Linked DNA regions of Drosophila melanogaster: region 1 is linked to region 2. Evidence: chromatin contacts called from public Hi-C data. All regions are on one chromosome and are shown on one strand. Each heading gives the region's core, a stretch centred on a gene start, on an enhancer-like site or on the middle of the called end of the contact. The rest is flanking DNA. Distances are from core to core; before and after follow the strand shown. Region 1 holds the start of MTA1-like (Metastasis associated 1-like). Region 2 holds the start of DhpD (Dihydropterin deaminase).

Evidence for each region. Hi-C and Micro-C count contacts between places; a contact is called where the count stands out from the background.
Region 1: a contact with region 2 is called in a Hi-C map of the Kc167 cell line, with 5 times the contacts expected there. The contact joins the promoter of MTA1-like here to the promoter of DhpD in region 2. A contact is called at or near these places in 3 of 107 Hi-C or Micro-C datasets (the D17-c3 cell line, the Kc167 cell line and the S2 cell line).

The regions. Positions count from the first base shown.
Region 1 is chr3R:5,645,395-5,650,266 of dm6, forward strand. It overlaps MTA1-like (Metastasis associated 1-like), which reads right to left and starts at 3,344. Exons shown (of 13, transcript NM_169086.3): 1 at 3,103-3,344; 2 at 1,660-1,821. The coding sequence starts at 3,130. Sec23 (Secretory 23) reads left to right here and starts at 3,671. Exons shown (of 5, transcript NM_169089.4): 1 at 3,671-4,266; 2 at 4,326-4,872. The coding sequence starts at 3,988.
Region 2 is chr3R:4,226,843-4,231,689 of dm6, forward strand. It overlaps DhpD (Dihydropterin deaminase), which reads right to left and starts at 2,396. Exons shown (of 5, transcript NM_141182.3): 1 at 2,203-2,396; 2 at 1,886-2,146; 3 at 1,638-1,792; 4 at 1,306-1,579; 5 at 545-1,250. The coding sequence starts at 2,301. The coding sequence ends at 693. aux (auxilin) reads left to right here. Exons shown (of 13, transcript NM_164317.3): 13 at 1-676. The coding sequence ends at 19. CG14641 reads right to left here. Exons shown (of 1, transcript NM_141183.4): 1 at 3,937-4,847. The coding sequence ends at 4,144.

The DNA.
Region 1 (4,872 bases), core at 2,094-4,593, 1.4 Mb after region 2:
ATGCTAATGATCGTAAGTACTGGCTAGTACTTAGATATTTCATTCTAAGCTTAACAAAATACCATTTTCCTAGTGGCAAACAGAACAGAAACTAACAGAAAGTAAAACAGAAGTATAAAATATAGTAATCATTTTATTTTAAAGGTTTTGAAGTGTTTCTGGAGTTCGGAAAACCACCTTTCAAAGATACTTGCATCAAGTCCGTAGCTTGGGGTTGGAATGGCGGCACACTTGTGCCTCAAATGTATATTTTTACGCTAGTTTTCTGCGCCTGATTAGCGAGTGGCCTGCGAAAAGGCGACGCACGCAAATAAAAACTGGATCGTGGAGCGTAATGGATAACTTATATTAAAAATAAAGCAAGATGACAGTGGTCCGATGATGTTGGGGCCGAAAGGGGCTGTGTTAATGGGCATTGTTGGTCTTGTGGGAGTGTAGGAGGTAGAATGGGGTGGTGGATTGGGGTGGGTTGCTCTGCCAGGTCAGACCCACGGAAAACGCATTTTCGCGACGGTCACGTATCGAATTCGAGTGGGTGGCCAAAGCCAAAAATTCAACCCAATTGGGCATGGTTTTTGTGAGTTTTTTGGAACGGCGAAGAGGAAGTGGATGAAGGCGCTGTGTGTATGTATACACAAATGCAAAGCGCGCCTTCCTGCGTGTGCCACATCGCCATAGCTTCACTCCACTCCACTGCTCCATTCCAATCCCCTCCAGATCCCAACTTCTGACTTGAACATTTTCGTGCACACAGAGCAGCAGTGTCAGTGGGTTTGGGGTTGGGTTGGGCATGGGTATGTGTGGCAGCTTTTCAGAGGTAGACAGACTACTACTGTAGTCTACCTACAGCCGAACCAAGTATCACATTCACATTGACGTCGGCGCCGCCTAGCAGCAACCGAAAACAGCAACAACCGCATTACGGGTAGTATAGTGCAGCCCAGCTCATTACAGTCGAGCATCATTAGAGCAAACCGGTGGCACCTTAACGTATGTACATATGTATGCCTAAGGTTGAACTTAATAATTTACAGGCTATTTCCGCACCACGATGCGTGTTTATGTTCATTACCAGTTCCCAAAACACCTAGTTTCTATGACCAATATCTTTTTAGACTATTTGCTAAATGCTTTTTCTAATTTGCGACACGAATAATTCAAATTGCGCTACTGGAACGTAGATCAATGGTGCTTCTGGTTCGAAGTAGAGTGGTTACACTGCCAGTTGATGTGGCAGGTTGTTTGAAGGTTCCACTGCCTGTTTATGTGGATGAGTCGGATGCTGGACGAAATCCGTTTTCGCTCCGCCCTCACAGTTGTTGTCATTGCGGTTCTTGTTGCTCAGGAAGTTTGACTAGGATTGCGGGATGGGGTGGCACTGTGGGAGGTTGGGTGGTTCGGTGGGTGGCTTCGCTTTCCACATGCCTTGACACAGCGCACACAGTGGTGCCCCTTACGGGTTCATTTTGTTGTTGTTTTGTGGTGGGCATGTGCTTAGCAGATCTGGTCGTCAGGTTTTAACTCTTAACTTGTTTGAAGGCCACGACAACGACTCTTGGCAACATAACCTCACTTTGTTGACAATAAATATACACACTTAGAGGTAACGTAACGCAAGATATGGATGCGGTTTCGAGGGAACAGGGTTTCTCTACTCACGTTGGTGTTTGTCGGCCAATTGCACGAGCGGATTGGGCAGATCCCGGCGGCGGTAGAAGCACATGACCTTCGCTTCCACATTGCCGGTTTGGTTTTTGTTCAGCTCCTCGATGCGTCGTATTAAGTAGGGACTGTTCGGCGTTGTCTCAACGTAAACATAGTCTGAAAAAAAAACAGTTTTTGAGGTGGCTGATGCAAAAGGGTCAGAAAAGGGCATGGAAGGGTGGGGGGCTGCAACTCCATTAATACGTCACAGGTAAGCGCACACATACACCTATACACGCATCCACCTAAGTGCGACCACCACTACCAGCTAAAGCGCAATTAAATACATATGGGTCTATCCATCCATATAACTTTATACCTACAACAACTGCAGCGGAACCTGTCGTTGACTATTATAAAAAATAAAAGAAATTCCGTTTATCTGTATGTACATACATACATAGATACAAACGTCGTGTGCACTTCTGCTACATTTTGGGATGCAGATACACAGATAGATGGGTAGATAGATGAAGAGAGATGAAAAAGAAAGTGTGGAGGCAGCGAGAAAGCATTGCCGAAGGTGTGTAACTGTGTGCGTGGCCATTAAAAACGGCTAACAAAAAACGCCGATGGAGACAAAAAGTTCTCGGCGATAAAGAGCAGATAATTCGACAAGTATATATGCCATTAATATTTATTTTGATTCCGTTAATTGAAAGCTTGCGTATCCGACCGAGCTTATTTGCATTTCGAAAGAGCACACACACCCACACACTTGCGAAAATCAGGTGAAGACAACACAATAACGTCACCGCTCGAGCGCGAGCGAGATGGCTAACAGAAAGTGCGTCAGGCAGGGTGAGGAGTGGGAGGCGTGAGATGGGGGGAGATGCTCAAAAGCTCATTAGCATATGAAAACACAAAAAGGCGGGTGGGCGGTGAGCCCAAAAGTGAGATACACTTTCGCACATAGTCAAACAAACACACACGCTGGAGAGATCACAATTCGGCAAAACCAAATCCAAATGCAAATGCAATTCAGTTCCCCAGCCCTAGAATACACACACACGCATACACTTAGGGCATAAGTTAATGCTTATCGGTTGGAACACGTCGAAAACACTTGCTGCAGCTGCGACACAAGAGCAGCAGGGGGCTCCTTCAAAGAAGTTAAAAAAAATAGAAAAGGTCTCTCCTTTTCGACGGATTGTTCTTGAGATTGATAATACACGCACACACACACACATACACGTGCGTCGGGTCTCCCACTAAAGGGTTTTCGGCAATTAAAATGCACTTTCGTTATTGTTGGAAAGCCTCCTCAGACACAACACACACGCATACGCACACATTGGACACACACACACATATGCAGAAGCGAACACGCACACCGTGAAACGGCGGCGCCGATAACGAAAGATGATAGAAAAGCGAGTACGCGAAAATTTTTCTCACCTCCGACTCGATACATATTTGTGGCCATTTTCACTACGCTACCGCACCAAAACTTTCACATGCAAAACACTCGGCACACGCTTAGCACTGTTTTTCAATGGTCCTGTTCCAAACTAGCGCACATTTATTAGCAGAAAACTCGAGTTGTTATGATTGCATTTTTCACATAAGAAGACGCGTTTTTTTCGTCGCCATCTTAGAAACAACTCAACTCTAAAAAATACACGCACACACACACAATGCCGAGTAAACAGCTGCACCAGGGATGCACTCCACGGTGCGATAGTTTGGCCATCGATAGCAATCGATACATGGGGTGTTGGGTAAAAACTTAATGTTAAAATTTAGTTGGGGCGATAAGAAAAACGATAAGGGGCTTTTCTAGGAATACGATTTATATTTATTTATATTATATATACTTCTTGAATAACAATATATATCATTAAGAAAATTAACTGAAAAAATTATGGGCGAACCTTGTTTTATTTATCATTTTCAAAACATATTTATTTTCACCCTTTTTTTCTCATATTAAAACATTCATTCAATCGCATGGGGCGCATGCGATAGTATCGCTTGAAAACTGTCTTCCCTAACATGCAACGTTTGCACTTAAAATTCTGTAATAGTTCGTAGTCTAGGTTTCTACGTTTTGTACGTTTGTATAAATTGTTTCCAGAGTGAGTGCTTTGATTTGAAGAGCCTCTTAAAGACTCATCTCGCGAATTTGTTTACTTTCGCGTGAGTATTTTGGCCGTCGCCAGCACGAAAGGTGTCACGACTCGCTGTCAATCCGTGACGTGGCCTGACCGACCGATTTTTCCAATTGGCAGAGGTCTAACAGAGGTTTTTCCGATTTAAGTATTACATTTAAGTGTTCCGGCGATGACCACCTACGAGGAGTTCATCCAGCAGAACGAGGACCGCGACGGAGTGCGGCTGACGTGGAATGTGTGGCCCTCAAGTCGCATCGAAGCCAGTCGGCTGGTGGTGCCCCTAGCTTGTCTTTACCAGCCTTTGAAGGAGCGCCCCGACCTACCGCCTATTCAATATGAGCCGGTCTTGTGCACTCGCAGCAACTGCAGGGCCATCCTGAATCCACTGTGCCAGGTGGACTACCGTGCTAAGTTGTGGGTGTGCAACTTCTGTTTTCAGCGCAATCCGGTGAGCTCAATGGTGATCTTTAGACTCTCTGCGGCAGTTTATGACAGTCATTATTCCAGTTTCCCCCTCAATATGCTGCCATTTCCGAGCAGCACCAACCAGCGGAGCTGATTCCGGGATTCAGCACTATTGAGTATACTATTACACGGGCCCCCACCATGCCGCCCGTCTTCATTTTCCTGGTTGACACCTGCATGGACGAGGAGGAGCTGGACGCCCTCAAGGATTCGTTGCAAATGTCGCTAAGTCTGCTGCCAACCAACGCTCTCGTGGGTCTGATAACCTTCGGAAAAATGATACAGGTGCACGAGCTGGGCGCGGAAGGCTGCTCTAAGAGCTATGTGTTTCGTGGTACCAAGGACCTGACTGCCAAGCAGGTGCAGGATATGCTCGGAATTGGGCGTGGAGCGGCTCCGGGGCCGCAGCAACAGCAGCACCTGCCCGGCCAGCCGGCTGGAGCGGCGGCCCCTGTGCCGCCCGCCCATCGCTTCTTGCAACCGATCGGCCAGTGCGACGCGGCGCTGGGCGATCTGCTTAGCGAGTTGCAACGCGATCCTTGGCCGGTGCCGCAGGGCAAGCGTTACCTGCGCTCCACTGGTGCCGCCC
Region 2 (4,847 bases), core at 1,146-3,645:
AAATATGTTTAATGCGTAAAACGCGTCTTATATCTACATATATATATATCACAGTTAGCCCGTATTTTCGTACTCTTAGCTGAATCTAATGTAAATTCATGTAAAAGTGTGAGCTTTAATCTTTAAAGTTGAAGTATTGGCATATGTATGCGTATGCAATTTAGATAGCTCAAACAAACTTTAAAAATTATGAACGCCCGAGGACATTCTACTTAATTTGCGTAACAGAAAACCCGAATCCAACATTCCCATTGCATCCAACAACAGTCCGCCCAAAAATAACGTCGGAAAGTTAAGAACAAAGCCTTCAGACTTCGGCGACTACCCAATGATTTCACGCCTTATCCATCAAACAATAGAGATCAATTATTCGTGTATATTAATATACACTTTTTCGCTGTAATTAGATTAATTGCGGTATGCCCTTGACCGATTAGTCAATATATGATTATATGATTAATCTATAAAGTGATGGAAGCAAAAAGTATGGCATTTGTACATAGCTGTTCCGAATATAAAATGTAAAACTAGTAAAAAACCATTTGCTTTTACTTTTTAGCTGTGTACATAAATAAGCATATTAGAGGTTATCTAAATTCCGTTTCAGCATTTAATGTTTGCCACTATAAAAATAAATTCTCTATACGTTTCCTTGTGAAATGCCACTGTTAAAGGTAGAACTGCTCTGTGACTCATTGGTATCCCTGTTTAATACGCTTGCCGGCCACGAAAACTTCTACAATGTTGCGGTCACTGCCTGTGTAAATGAACTTCTCCACCAGCTCATCGACGCTCAGCCTCCGCAAGGGTTTATCGACGACGCTGACATCCACCAACAAAGCATCGAAATCCTTCCCTAGAGCAAAGTTTCCGGTCAAGTGATCGAGGGACAGCGCTTTGGCGCCACCCAAAGTGGCCAAGTAGAGCGCCTGCTTGTACTTCAACTGATGGTAATTGAAATCTTGTGTTTTGGACACACCCGTCCCGCGGATGTTCTGCTTCTTAAAAAAGTCTAAGTGTTTTGACACGTCCAATGCGCGGAGCAGAACGTCCTGAATCGAGACGGAGTTTCCCCCCGAAACGTCTGTGCCGAGACCTACGCTCACGCCGCCGCTCACCAGCCGTTGGACATCGCACAGACCGGAGCTTAGCATTGTGTTCGAAGTGGGACAGTGGGCTACCGAGCACCCCCGGACTTTAAGAAGTGCCACCTCGTCGTCCTCCAGATGCACGCCGTGAGCCAGTACAGTCTGTAAGGTAGTAAAGGTTAAGAAAGGACACATACTGGAACCTAAAAGAGTTAACCTTATTCGTTAGCAGTCCAGCCTCGTCGTATGCTCCGGCATAGCTGGTCTTAAATATCCCCTTTACCATCTCGATCTCTTCCAGGTTTTCGCTGATGTGACTCTGGATATGCAGGTCAAATCGCTTTGCTATATCGCCCAGACTCTTTAGCAGCTCCTTGCTGCAGCTAAGGGCAAAGCGGGGCGTAATCGTTGGCATCACCATCGGGCTGCCGAGCTTCCGCACGCCCTCCACGAAAGCCAGGGTTGCACTGACCGACTCTTCCGCAGTCTCCCTGTGCAGAGCAACAACATTGAGTTGACCAGACCAAATCCGTCACGCTCTGTACTTACACGTAAAACTCGGGGCTGTTGCAGTTGGAGCAGACCTTGCCTATCAGTGCCCGCTGGCCTTGACGCACCGCCTCCCGCGCCAAGGTCAGCGTTGACTCCAGATGGTTGGTGGCGAAATAGGACGCCAGAGTGGTTCCGCACCGCAGTGTTGCTTCCTGGGGTGTAATATTATCATTATCAGCTAATAAAAATAGACGGCCGGTGCGACCCATCGATAAGACGTTTGTGTGCTCCCAAGTACTACTTACGACCACACCCTGGTAGACCTGCTGGGCGTATTGGTGGTTGGAAAACTTCGCCTCCAGCGGGAAAGTGTATGTGTTCAACCAGTCCAGAAGAGGCATGTCTAGTCCCAGTCCCAGTTGCGCAAACTGCGGGGCGTGTATGTGGCAGTCGACGAAGCCCGGCATGAGGAACTGGTAGTCCGACAGGTGAACCTCGGTCAGACCCTTGGCGTGGGCCGGATTGCTGCTTGCCCACGCATGGTAGTCTTGTCCCACTCCTATTATCTGTGAGCGAAATTGTTCATTGCTCATTGTTTTGTTCTGGGCATTAAATTGCCTACCTTGCCAGCGTCGTCCACTGCCAGGAATCCTCCTTCAAAGGACTCAAACTCGCTGAACGACTTGGTGTGCACGACAGTTCCAAGAAACACGGTTGCCATTGCTCTGATTTACTATCAGCGGGCTTAAACGTGCTGTACGACAGACTTGAGAATGTAATGATCAAGATCCGCTGAACAAGTTTTAAAACTCTCGCCTAGGTGCACGCGTCGCCCTGCGAATGTGCGCATAATCATACGGGGATGACACTTACTTTTTATTTCAAGGTTTAAATCGCTGGAAAGATTATTCCCAATCGTTTGGTCGTTACTTTAAATATTATTACTTATTACTGTTTTAATAAGCGATCGCTTGCACACGTGTGATTTATCGGTAAAAACTACAAAACAAGCAATAATTAACTTCAAAATAGCTGTTGCAAAACCATTAATTGTAAAATTGTATATTGGAATGAATATTGAAAAAACATAGAATACATTAATCATATGTTTAGCTAAGACAAAACCCCCTTTCTGGAAGTAAAGAAGAGTAAGAGTGACGGGTAAAAGAAATATAGCCATTATATAATTTACAGTTAGTCTAAGATTTCATTAGAATAAACATATTTGCACTGCTCGCACCTGTACATATGTAACCTTTACCTACCCTGTAGTCCCACAATTCATCGCTATTAAAAAATATTACATCATCTCTCTCTTAAAATTTTAAAGCGATGCTAATGTTCTTAATCATAACGAGGAATAAGCGATGATTTTGAAAACAAATTCATCGCTTTTTAATTTCTAACCGAAGGTCTCAGTATGCGATTTTTTATTTAATTGCAAATTTAAATTTAAATTTTAAATTTGTAATGTACATAGAACATGTTTGCAGATCACTTGCCTATAGACTTTTGTGAGAAGTAGACGCGATTTTGAGTGCTTGTTTTAAAAAAAAATTGTAAATATTTTGGAATTTAATTCAATAATAATTACAGGTAATGGATTTATTTTACAATAAGCAACAAACACTACTCACAGAAACGATAATTTAAGGTAAATTGGTTTAACTCGTTTTTGTATACATAATTATACATTATTTTACCTTAAGGTAAATCGGACATGTGAACTGAAAAGAAGCTGGTCCTAACTCCGTAGGACAGGACGCCAAAGACTCTGGAATTTCACATACATATATATGTATTTGTATTCTTAAATTTAAATCCTATGCATAATTTAAATAAGTCTAATTAAGAAAATACATTTTTATTAATAAATGACTGAAATTTCACTTTTTCATTAAAATTGATAGAGGATTAAGTGAATAAAAAGAGGTGTAGAGAGATGAATTGAGCTATCATTTATAGCGCTTATGCGTGATTTTGATTTTGCGCTATGCGATGATTTCCTAGAACATAGGTTCAGGTCATGGTTTTTTTTTTTAATACAAATTAACCTGTGATTAATTTGATCGAGATTTTTAATGATCAGTAATGAGCTGATGAAATCTGAATGAATGGAATGCAGGGAGGTAGTCATAATCCCAATGTTAAGTTCCCCTATAAATACTGAAGAATGAACTTACATATGTACATGTGCATTGGTGTACTTTTTTTAATCCCAAATATCGTCCAAATCAAAGAAAAGCATTTATTAAAGGTAAAAACGAGTGACGAACGCACATCAACATACATATGTACAAAAGTTTTGATATAAGCTTTTGTGACGAAAATTTGTTCTTTTTTTCTTTTTTTTTTTAGAGTTTAAATCATTTATTATTATCTTCTCCTCTCTAATTGTTTGGTGTTTTTTCTTAACAATTCGAATCGAAAACAATTTCGTCCATACGGATAAATTCTATTAATATTAAGTCATTTTTATGGAACTGACCACTTTAAAAAGTTTGTATTTAATTTTATAAAAATGATTTATTGAATTGGAACCATTGTAGACCACAGGGTTTTCCTACTTTTTAACAGCTCCCATCCGACTGGCGTCCTGACTTGGATACGGTACTTGACCCGGTGGCGGAGGAATCGATATGGAATCCAAATTGACACCCGAGGAAGAAAGGGCTGTGGAAGTGGCGTTTCCGTAGGGAGCTGCATAAGTAGGCTGACCATACATTTGGTAAGCCGACGCCGGAACTAGATTTGATGGCAACTGATGCAGCTTCATGCCGGCGGGCATGACATTGATTTGCTCTTGGCGAAGATTGAAGTAGTCGTTGGGCTTCGCGCTAGGCGGTGGAATGCCGGCCAAGTCGAAGCGTCTGTCTGTCTTTGCAGCGGTGCCCTGCTTTGCCTGAGAGTGAGCCCACTTAATGCTCACCTTCCGGCCCTGGATCACCAGTTTATTAAAGGTCCGCTCAGCAGCCAGCTCGGCAGCGTTTCTTTTGGTGTATTGCACAAAAGCGCACTGCTGGCGTGGCACCAGCGCAATTGATCGAATTTCGCCGAACTGGTAGAACTGATCTCGCAGCTCGGGTTCCGTGATTTCTTCAGGAAGGTTCCCCACATAGAGAGTTGTGATGTTGCGGTCCTCCGGCGGCTCGAGTGTGGGAAGCGAGGCTGCACGCTTCATGATCTTCTCGGCCACAGGATCGTTGCGTCCGTAGTACCTGTCCTTGATGTTTTGCTCACATAGCGGATCGTCCGGCTCGTTGGGCT